Regions from separate parts of the Zea mays genome. Here all the other regions are linked to region 3. Evidence: chromatin contacts called from public Hi-C data. All regions are on one chromosome and are shown on one strand. Each heading gives the region's core, a stretch centred on a gene start, on an enhancer-like site or on the middle of the called end of the contact. The rest is flanking DNA. Distances are from core to core; before and after follow the strand shown.

Region 1 (2,700 bases), core at 74-2,573, 280 kb before region 3:
CAGAGGCAATCTTGGCCTATTTTCCAAGGCTTATTTTCCAATCCTCGAAATTCCAAAACACCGAAACTCTCAAAATAGAGGCTTAGGAGCCAACTGGTGCCTGGATTTTCTCGATGATAACCGATGAGCACAGTGATGAACTTAAAACGGATAGAAATAAGTTCACGAAAAACTACAAAAATAAAAAAAAGCTCTTAACTTCAATAGTAATGAAGAATATGCTCGAACTAGAAATATATCAATCAACTAGTGATATGATGGATTTAAAAGGTTCCTGGAGCATGCATGAATCCAAGGAAATAATTGGATCGCAGAACGAACACATAATTGGATCGCAGAAATATATCAATCAACTAGTGATATGAGGCTAAAATAGTGTCATGCACATATATACAATACGTACACATAGGTTTGTGGCAGAGGCCATCACAATTCATCTGAACGTACCGGCCGGGTACAGTAGATTGAAAGCATTTCTTCCTCCGTATCACCAGGCCAGCACCAGCACCAGCACACGGAAAACCTTCAATAACATATGCACAACATCATCATCGTGCATGCATGCATTGCACGGGCAATCTAACCTGCCAAAAATAATAAAACAAAGCTCGTCGATCAGGCACTTGATCGAATTGCGTATCACCATCAGAAAGTTTGAGATGATACGTACAGCAGCTAGCAACCAGGCCAGGCATCGATCCCATCCCATGCCTGTAACTATTTGAGGCTCTTGGAGCTTACAAGTTACAGACGGAACACACATCCACCGATCACTCGTTCATTGGCGACGCTGCTGCTGGCGGAACAGCAGAACGAACCCAGCGGCAGATGTGACGGCCGCCGCGGCCCAGACGCCGACAGCGACCGGCCACGGCGTCGCGACGACGCTCGCAACCTTCCACGCGAACATCACGCTGAGTAGCGTGCAGAGCGCCCAGACCCTGCGCCTGAGCGCTTCCCTGCGTGCAGCCGCCTCCGGCGGCGCCAGCTCGTAGGCGCGCAGGGAGCGCAGCAGAAGCAGGAGCGCGCCGTAGCTGGCGACCACGAACGCCACGGACGGGACGTCCCCTGCCGCCGCCGCGCTGTAGGTGGCTGCGGCGCAGGTCGCGGTGAGAAAGACGGCTCCCGCGCGGCCCAGGCCGCCGCCGCCTCGGGCCGCGGCGTCCACGCCAGCGACTATCTGCTGGTCCTCCTCCATCATCCAAGAGATCGGCCTACTCACGCACGGCTTTGATGCTGGCGTGACTCGTGAACGTCGTGACTCGTGAATTGAATGAAACTACTACAATACTACATTATGAAAGCTTGCTTGCTTGCTTGGGAAGGCAAGGCACGGAACACGCCGCCTAGCTCTCTTGCGTTGGAAGGAAGGGCCTGGCGACTGGGTGCTGACCAAGGAGTACTGCCGTGCCGCGCGCGGTACCAGCGTCTACACGTGGGCCCTTGTCGATCGCTCTTCTTCGGACCGAGGATGATTTGTGGGCCAGCTGAAGACACTGTTTTTGGGCCAACCAGACACAAGGTCCACCTTCCATGGCCTGGAATGGATTTTTCTTTATTTTATAAAGTACCCTAAGTATCGTTATCTTCATTTTAGCTGGTCTGGTTCGCCGTCGCCGGCGCAGTAAAGAAGACCGTGTGTTCATATATACTAGTGACAGCAGGTTCTTCATGTGGTGCTCCCCCAATCCCTCGCACCAACTCTCTGTACCGAGGGGCAAGGGAAGAAGAAAGGGAGGGCTGCGGATTCGCCAAGCCCGACACGAGAGCGCGCATATTTATACTCCAGTGGTCGCATTAGGCTGGCGATAAAATCGCAACAACCCCAACGTGGTTACGGCTCACGGCCTTCGGTTGGGATTCGGTGGAGCATGCGTCCTGTGAACAGAACCTGGAATGGACGGAGGAGCAAGATGCGTCCGACAAGGCAGGCCCGCGCGCCGGTGAGGTGACGACTGACGAGGGCGGGGGGGGGGGGGGGGGGGGGGGGGGGGGGGGGTTCCACCTTTCGGTGAAACAAATGCGAGTGAGCGGCTGGAGGGACTGGCCGGACTGTCGTGCGGCCCCACTGGTCGGATGACTGGGAGCGGCGCACGCGATAGGGGGGGTGGGGTGCAGAAGGAGTAGTGGGCCGCGGAGTAGGAGTACACGGGCCAACTGGCCACATTAGGCCCAAAACCGAGACTGCTCCCATATCCTTTTTCATTTTATTTTCTATCCTCCTTTTACCCATTTTCAGATTTCAAACTGAATTTAAATTCATATTTGAACTTCGAATTCCTAGATATCAAACACAATTCTCACCTGAATAATACTTTTATTTCTTGTAATTTATTTATTTATTATCTATTCTCCTTCCCATTATTTAATTCTAGCAATAGTAAATGACTTTAATATAATTTTCTTTCGCTTTTCTTATTTCCCCTTCTATTTCAAATTCTACTTTTCAAACTTAACTTGTCTACAAAAATTGAGTACAAATGCAAACACACAAGAATTCCAGCATGATATGCATTTTTTTACATTTATTTATTTGTTATTTAACCAATATAATTCCATTAACTGAATATGCACAAATAAAACAAAATCAAATGATCTCCAAAGGTTCCATAATCTCAAGTCACTACATAATTATATTTATTCATTTATATCGTTATTATTATTATTATTTTCATGATACAATTTTTGGGGCTTTACATA
Region 2 (2,700 bases), core at 18-2,517, 340 kb before region 3:
TCAAGAATACAAAGAGTCAGAATTCTGCCTTGTCATGTCCAGTATAATATGGCATTTGCAACTAGGACTAAAGGTGAACTGGCCAATTCTTGGTAGCTAGAAAATTAACTGTTCCTGGTCTCAAAAGAAAATCAATTGTGATTTCCAATTGACGTCGGTAGCATGCCGCTCGTAGTCAGAAAATCATGAGATGCAACAAGTTACATCAACTTGGTATGAAACCATCACTTCTCAGTGGATAGTACATTAGTACCTGGCACACTTGAATTGTGCATCTTTCCATTGATGCTTGAGAAGGGCAGCTGCTCCAGCGTCAGGGAAAATGGCAGTAACTTTCTGCAGAACACCAAGTGGTATCAGAAACAGACAAATACATAAATCACAAGAGGTCGAGAGCAACAAATTTGCAAAGTGATAATTGGTAGACTCAAACATCAATTAGAGTGAGAGTGAGGCAATTATAAGTTGGAGAAAGTAAAAGCCATGTCTAATGCTGAAAGCCTGAAACGACCTTGTATCCAAACCTGTCCTGTCTCTTGTACAAGTGTGTCCAGGAAAATCTTTGACAACGCCCAGAGTTCAGCCTGTGCTCCTTCCTCGTTGAGGAATTCCAACTGAGGGATCAGCAGTTCTGCCTGCAATATTGACACCACTAATCGTAAATCGTCAATAATCGTATGGTAAAGATGCCTAATCAGAAGCTCAGCAAAAAGAGAGTACTTCTATAATTATGTCATCATTTATACATTATTACAGCATATACGATTGAGCCGAATTACAGAAGCGACAATATGCATGTGCAGTATGCGCAGCGAGAATCATACGATAGCTCGCATGCCTCCGGAGTTTACGAAATCTGCGCTCGCCTTCCCTGACTGCCGAATCGCGCCCTCCAAATCCGATGGCAAGCAACTGAACCACAGCGAAGGCCGCTTCACAACGTCAGCATCTTTTGTGTTCTCAATTACGCACGAGTTGAGGGTGCAGTGAACCCGACCTGTCGTCCTCCTCCACGGGCTGCGCCAGCCCACCATCCGTCGCGCCCCCCGCCTCCTCGGCCTCCGCCGGGGCGTCGGAGGCGTCGAACTTGCCGAACTTGGCCGAACAAGGTGGCGGCGCCCGGCGAAGGCGCAGCCGCCTCGCTGACGCGTCGAGGGGGAATACGAGATGTAGGGGCGAGAGGCGGCGCCGGAGATGGGTAGGGCAAGCGCGCTGGGGCGAGAGCAGCGGCGCCGTGGTCGCCATTGCTTCGCGCCGCGACCGTGTGTGATGAAGACGTGGCTGGGAGAAGCGCTGCTATGCAGCTCTTTGGATAACGCATAGAAACGGGGTTCCATCAATTTCCCGTCCGATGGAATTTGTGTAAATTAAGTGGCGGTTTTTGATCTGCGCCAGAGTATAATGCAGGAGTTTCTCGTTACAAGCTAAATATGTGCACAACACATCCGTTTAAATGGTAAAATGAGATGATTCGCTCCAACACATATTCACACTTACCTAACAAAAATGACGTACATATTTTTTATTCATACTTTATATTCAAATATAATATAAATATTTTTATAAAAATTTGGGAAAAAATAAAATCGGACCGTGTCGACGTGGTACCTCACGATGATCGGCCTAGGCTAATGCGGGCTTAATGGACAATGGACCATACCGTGCTCAGAAAAGGCTAAGTCCTAACAGGCCATGCAAGGAGAATCCCATTGTTACCATCCTCGCAAATCCTATCTAGACTTTCAACTACTTACTCCAGTGATGTAAGGCGTAGACAGGAGGGAGGGGCCGTAGTGGCTAGGGTTCAATGTCGCTCGAGCCACCTGATGGGAGACTGGCACGACGAAATTGTGTTGTGGTTTATTACTCGACATGTAAAATACATTTATGTAGATTTTATAGTAGATGTGTTAAATTCAGGCATAACGACTGTTTCAAACATAGTACAAATCATTGTAAATGTTTTAACGTGTTTGAACAACTATATCCTTTAAATAATATTTATTTATGTAAAATAGAAACTGTAGCAACACATTAGTACTAGTCTACATGCTCCTGCTAACTCTATGGTCCCAAGGAAAGATTAGAGTTGTTTGGTTTGCTACTTCATTGCCACAGTTTGTCACATCTAAAGTTAGTCAGGTTTGATCAAGTTAGACATGTGTTTAGTTTATAGCCGCAGTTATGACAAAATTTAATTTTCTCCAGCTCCATAGGCATTGTCAATAACATGTAAAAGTATGGCAAAGTTCTCTTAAACGTAGCAAACTGTGGCGCAGAATTTAAACACAGGGCATGTTTAGTTGTGTGCCTAAAGTACCAAAATTGCCACACATTTTCTACCACACTTGCTTAAGGTTAGACACTCAATTTCTACACCACATATTAGGCATGCTTAAGGAAATCTTGCCACACTTTATGGATTATCGAGGACCGGAGCCTACACAAAAGGAGAAAAATCTTGTCATAACTATAGCTACAAATTAAACACACAAACTAAACACACGCCTAGCTCAGTAAAACCTGTCTTACCCTAGGCGTGACAATGTGGCAAGTGAAGTAGCGAACATTTTTAACACCTCAAGTATACAACCAAACAACACTTAATATTTTTTTATCTGTAGATAAGTTTAATAAAATAGATTCAAAGCTCTATCAATTAATATTAATTATATACCATAAGTATTAATGTTTTCTTGT
Region 3 (2,700 bases), core at 34-2,533:
TTTTCCCCACTATTTGTGTCTCATTCAGAACGAATCCAGCTAACAGATACTACATCTATAATCCCAGTACGCCAAAGAACGTACATATATTTATTGCTAGTGTCTCATTTGTGTCTCACTCATCAAATGGGAAAAGGTGTCAACTGTCAAGAGCCACAAAGCTACCTGTCGTTTTCCCTGAACTAGTCTCTTAATTAGAGTACCAAATGGATGGGATGGTGGCCCAGTCATCAAATTGAAAAAGCCGTAAAAATGCCACAAGGCTACATATCGTTTTCCCCCAAATCAGTATCTTGGTTAGATAATTAGTAGACGGGAACGCCACATATGCAGACATGCTATTAGAAAACTTCTGTGAAGTGGAGAAACTAGTAGTGCAGAACTTTGCCCAAAATATCTACGTGCTCGCCGACTGATTTGCATTACCGTGAAGAAAACAAATGCGACGGAATTATCACTGCGCAACGCCCTGATTCCGAACAAACAGAGCTCAACGACGAGACCAATCCATCTCTGCCTGGCCTGCCAAAGCAATCATCCATACTCCCAGCGCTTCCTCAAGAGAAGCGGCTACAAGAGCCGATTTTCGCTATCCCGATGCTACGACGATTTCCGAACGGGACGACTCCAAGCCGCGATTCCTAGTCCTTATTACAGCGGGCGATTATTAGTCCTTATTACAGCGGGCGGCTTACCTCGCCTCCCTCCCTCCGCGAGACGATGCGGAGGCCGTCCTTGTTGACGCGCAGATCCCCGTCCGTGAACGTCCCGCTGTGCGTCCTGTCCGGAACCCACTCAAAGGTTGAGAGCCCCAGTAAGTAACCAGCGCCGGGCAATTAATTAACCGACAGACAAGGAAAAGGAAGCCAGCGAGGAGGGGGAGCGGAGAAGCGTACAGGAACTTGCCGATGGTGGTCTCGTGGGACGGCAGCGTGAGCTTGATCGGCTTCCGTGGCGTCGCCATCGGAAGTGCGTCCGGCGGCGCCGGGTTCCTCTTCCTCGCCGGGGCTCGGAGGAAGGCGAGGCGAGTGGACGGGCTGGTCGGTCGTGCAGCAGCAGAGCTGGCGGTCTCCTTGGGAAGTGGTTGGCACCTTCTTCTCTTCTCCCCAGCGCAGCTGCGCAGCACTGCAGCGCACTTCCCCTCCCTCTCACTCTCCCTCTCCTTTTGAGGCTCCCCTTTCCTGAACTTGCGTTTACTTTTCCTCCTTGTTGTTCTCAAATCTGAAAGGGCGAGATAATTGGCGTCCGGGCACGTGTTCTACCGGTCAATGCCATTGAAAACCTTGTGCGCGAAAGGAGTGAGAGAGATCCAGACGAGGCGGCTTTGGTGAAGATTGACGATGGGCCAAGGAGGAGGACAAGGGTTGTACATTTGTACTGGGTGAACATCGGCCTGGGATCGTGGGCCCTAAGCTCCTTCTCGACTCTCTATAAAAACGTATCTTTTTAAGAGCTTTGTTTTTCCCCTTGTTATTAGTTTGTAATTAGACTATATTAAACCCTTGTTATTGGCATTCGAATATTGGATGTAAACACAGGCTAAACTTTAGTCAAAACCTTATAAAGAACCAAACATCACTAGTTTTGTTGAGAAAAAAATGGCTTGGCCACCTTTGCTGGGCTGAAGGCCTTGCCTGATGGGTACTTGTCTTGTCTATCTTGTGTAGATCCTGGTCCTGGAAGCGTCAGTCAGTGTGCCCTGGCATGGAGGGCAGCAGATAGCTTTCGTTCGTGGCAGTGACAGGCCCGCGCGATTCCAATCTGCCGCCTCCGTAACACTACGTACGCAGAGCCCATTGGCCATTGCTTTTTTTTTTCTAAACCAATGATTGCAACGTGCTTTTTTTTCTTATTCCCTGTCATTTCTGCAATCGCCAAAATTGGAATGGTATGGATGCCCTAGTAACCATGTTAGCAAAGCATAGCACTTAACAGCAGCAGCAGCAGCCAACAGGGATGGCTCACGCACGGCACGGCCGGACCGGGCTACTGACCTGAGTGACCTCACAAGCGAAACGTCACGGATCCAGCCACCGGAGACTGCTGACTAGCCACGGCCGCTTGGCGACGGATAAGGTAGCCTGGAAAGTTTCCGGCGAGTTTCCGGTCGACGGTGGGATGCGCTGGACAAGCAGGCCCTCCTCGCCGACCCGGGGTCGCCGCTGACCTCTCCGTCGTCCGCATGCCACCTTCAGATTCGACGGCGACGGATGCGACGGCTTGGGCAGCAAGTTGCTTATTACTTGCCCAACGAGTGACAGCTCTGGACTCTAGAGTGGGGAGACCTCGGTGGTGGTCGTGGTGGCGGCGGACGGCGGTGGTGGGATCAGACATCCAGACCGGCCGCCGGCGTCCACGACAAGGTGTCGTCATCATTATCCTCACTTCTCACAACACTAAACTTTTGGCATTTACGTGCCGCCATGTCCCGTCTGTTCAAGTGGCTCACCACCACCACCACCACCACCAGTTAGTTAAATACTCATAGCCAGCATATTCGACGGCAGCGAAGAAAAAGAAAAAAACCATGATGAAAAAAAAGGAGGCAGTCTTATCATTCCACGTGTTGGTGTCACAGGAGACTACTACTGATAGTAGGCGACTTCATCTAACTGCCCAACAAAACAGTCGCATACAGATACGATACATGTTGATCGCAGGCCATCTACTGCAGTGCCCACTGCGCAGGCCACGCTGCTA

What was found. A called contact is a pair of places that touch in the nucleus more often than the background predicts.
Region 1: a contact with region 3 is called in a Hi-C map of leaf mesophyll, with 6 times the contacts expected there. The contact joins the promoter of LOC100276702 here to the promoter of LOC100194322 in region 3. A contact is called at or near these places in 9 of 25 Hi-C or Micro-C datasets (bundle sheath, ear, endosperm and 4 more).
Region 2: a contact with region 3 is called in a Hi-C map of ear, with 4 times the contacts expected there. The contact joins the promoter of LOC100279441 here to the promoter of LOC100194322 in region 3. A contact is called at or near these places in 13 of 25 Hi-C or Micro-C datasets (bundle sheath, ear, endosperm and 3 more) and 1 of 3 datasets of contacts at active chromatin or transcription factors (leaf).

Annotation. Positions count from the first base shown.
Region 1 is chr9:21,710,248-21,712,947 of Zm-B73-REFERENCE-NAM-5.0, reverse strand. It overlaps LOC100276702, which reads right to left and starts at 1,323. Exons shown (of 2, transcript NM_001350801.1): 1 at 742-1,323; 2 at 285-584. The coding sequence starts at 1,201. The coding sequence ends at 779.
Region 2 is chr9:21,775,773-21,778,472 of Zm-B73-REFERENCE-NAM-5.0, reverse strand. It overlaps LOC100279441 (DUF1995 domain protein), which reads right to left and starts at 1,267. Exons shown (of 9, transcript NM_001152448.1): 1 at 998-1,267; 2 at 825-912; 3 at 525-635; 4 at 254-336. The coding sequence starts at 1,245. LOC100283300 (iron-sulfur assembly protein IscA) reads right to left here. Exons shown (of 3, transcript NM_001156202.1): 3 at 2,642-2,700.
Region 3 is chr9:21,434,908-21,437,607 of Zm-B73-REFERENCE-NAM-5.0, reverse strand. It overlaps LOC100194322, which reads right to left and starts at 1,283. Exons shown (of 9, transcript NM_001359457.1): 1 at 897-1,283; 2 at 696-780. The coding sequence starts at 964. It overlaps LOC100281884, which reads right to left. Exons shown (of 6, transcript NM_001154804.2): 6 at 2,534-2,700.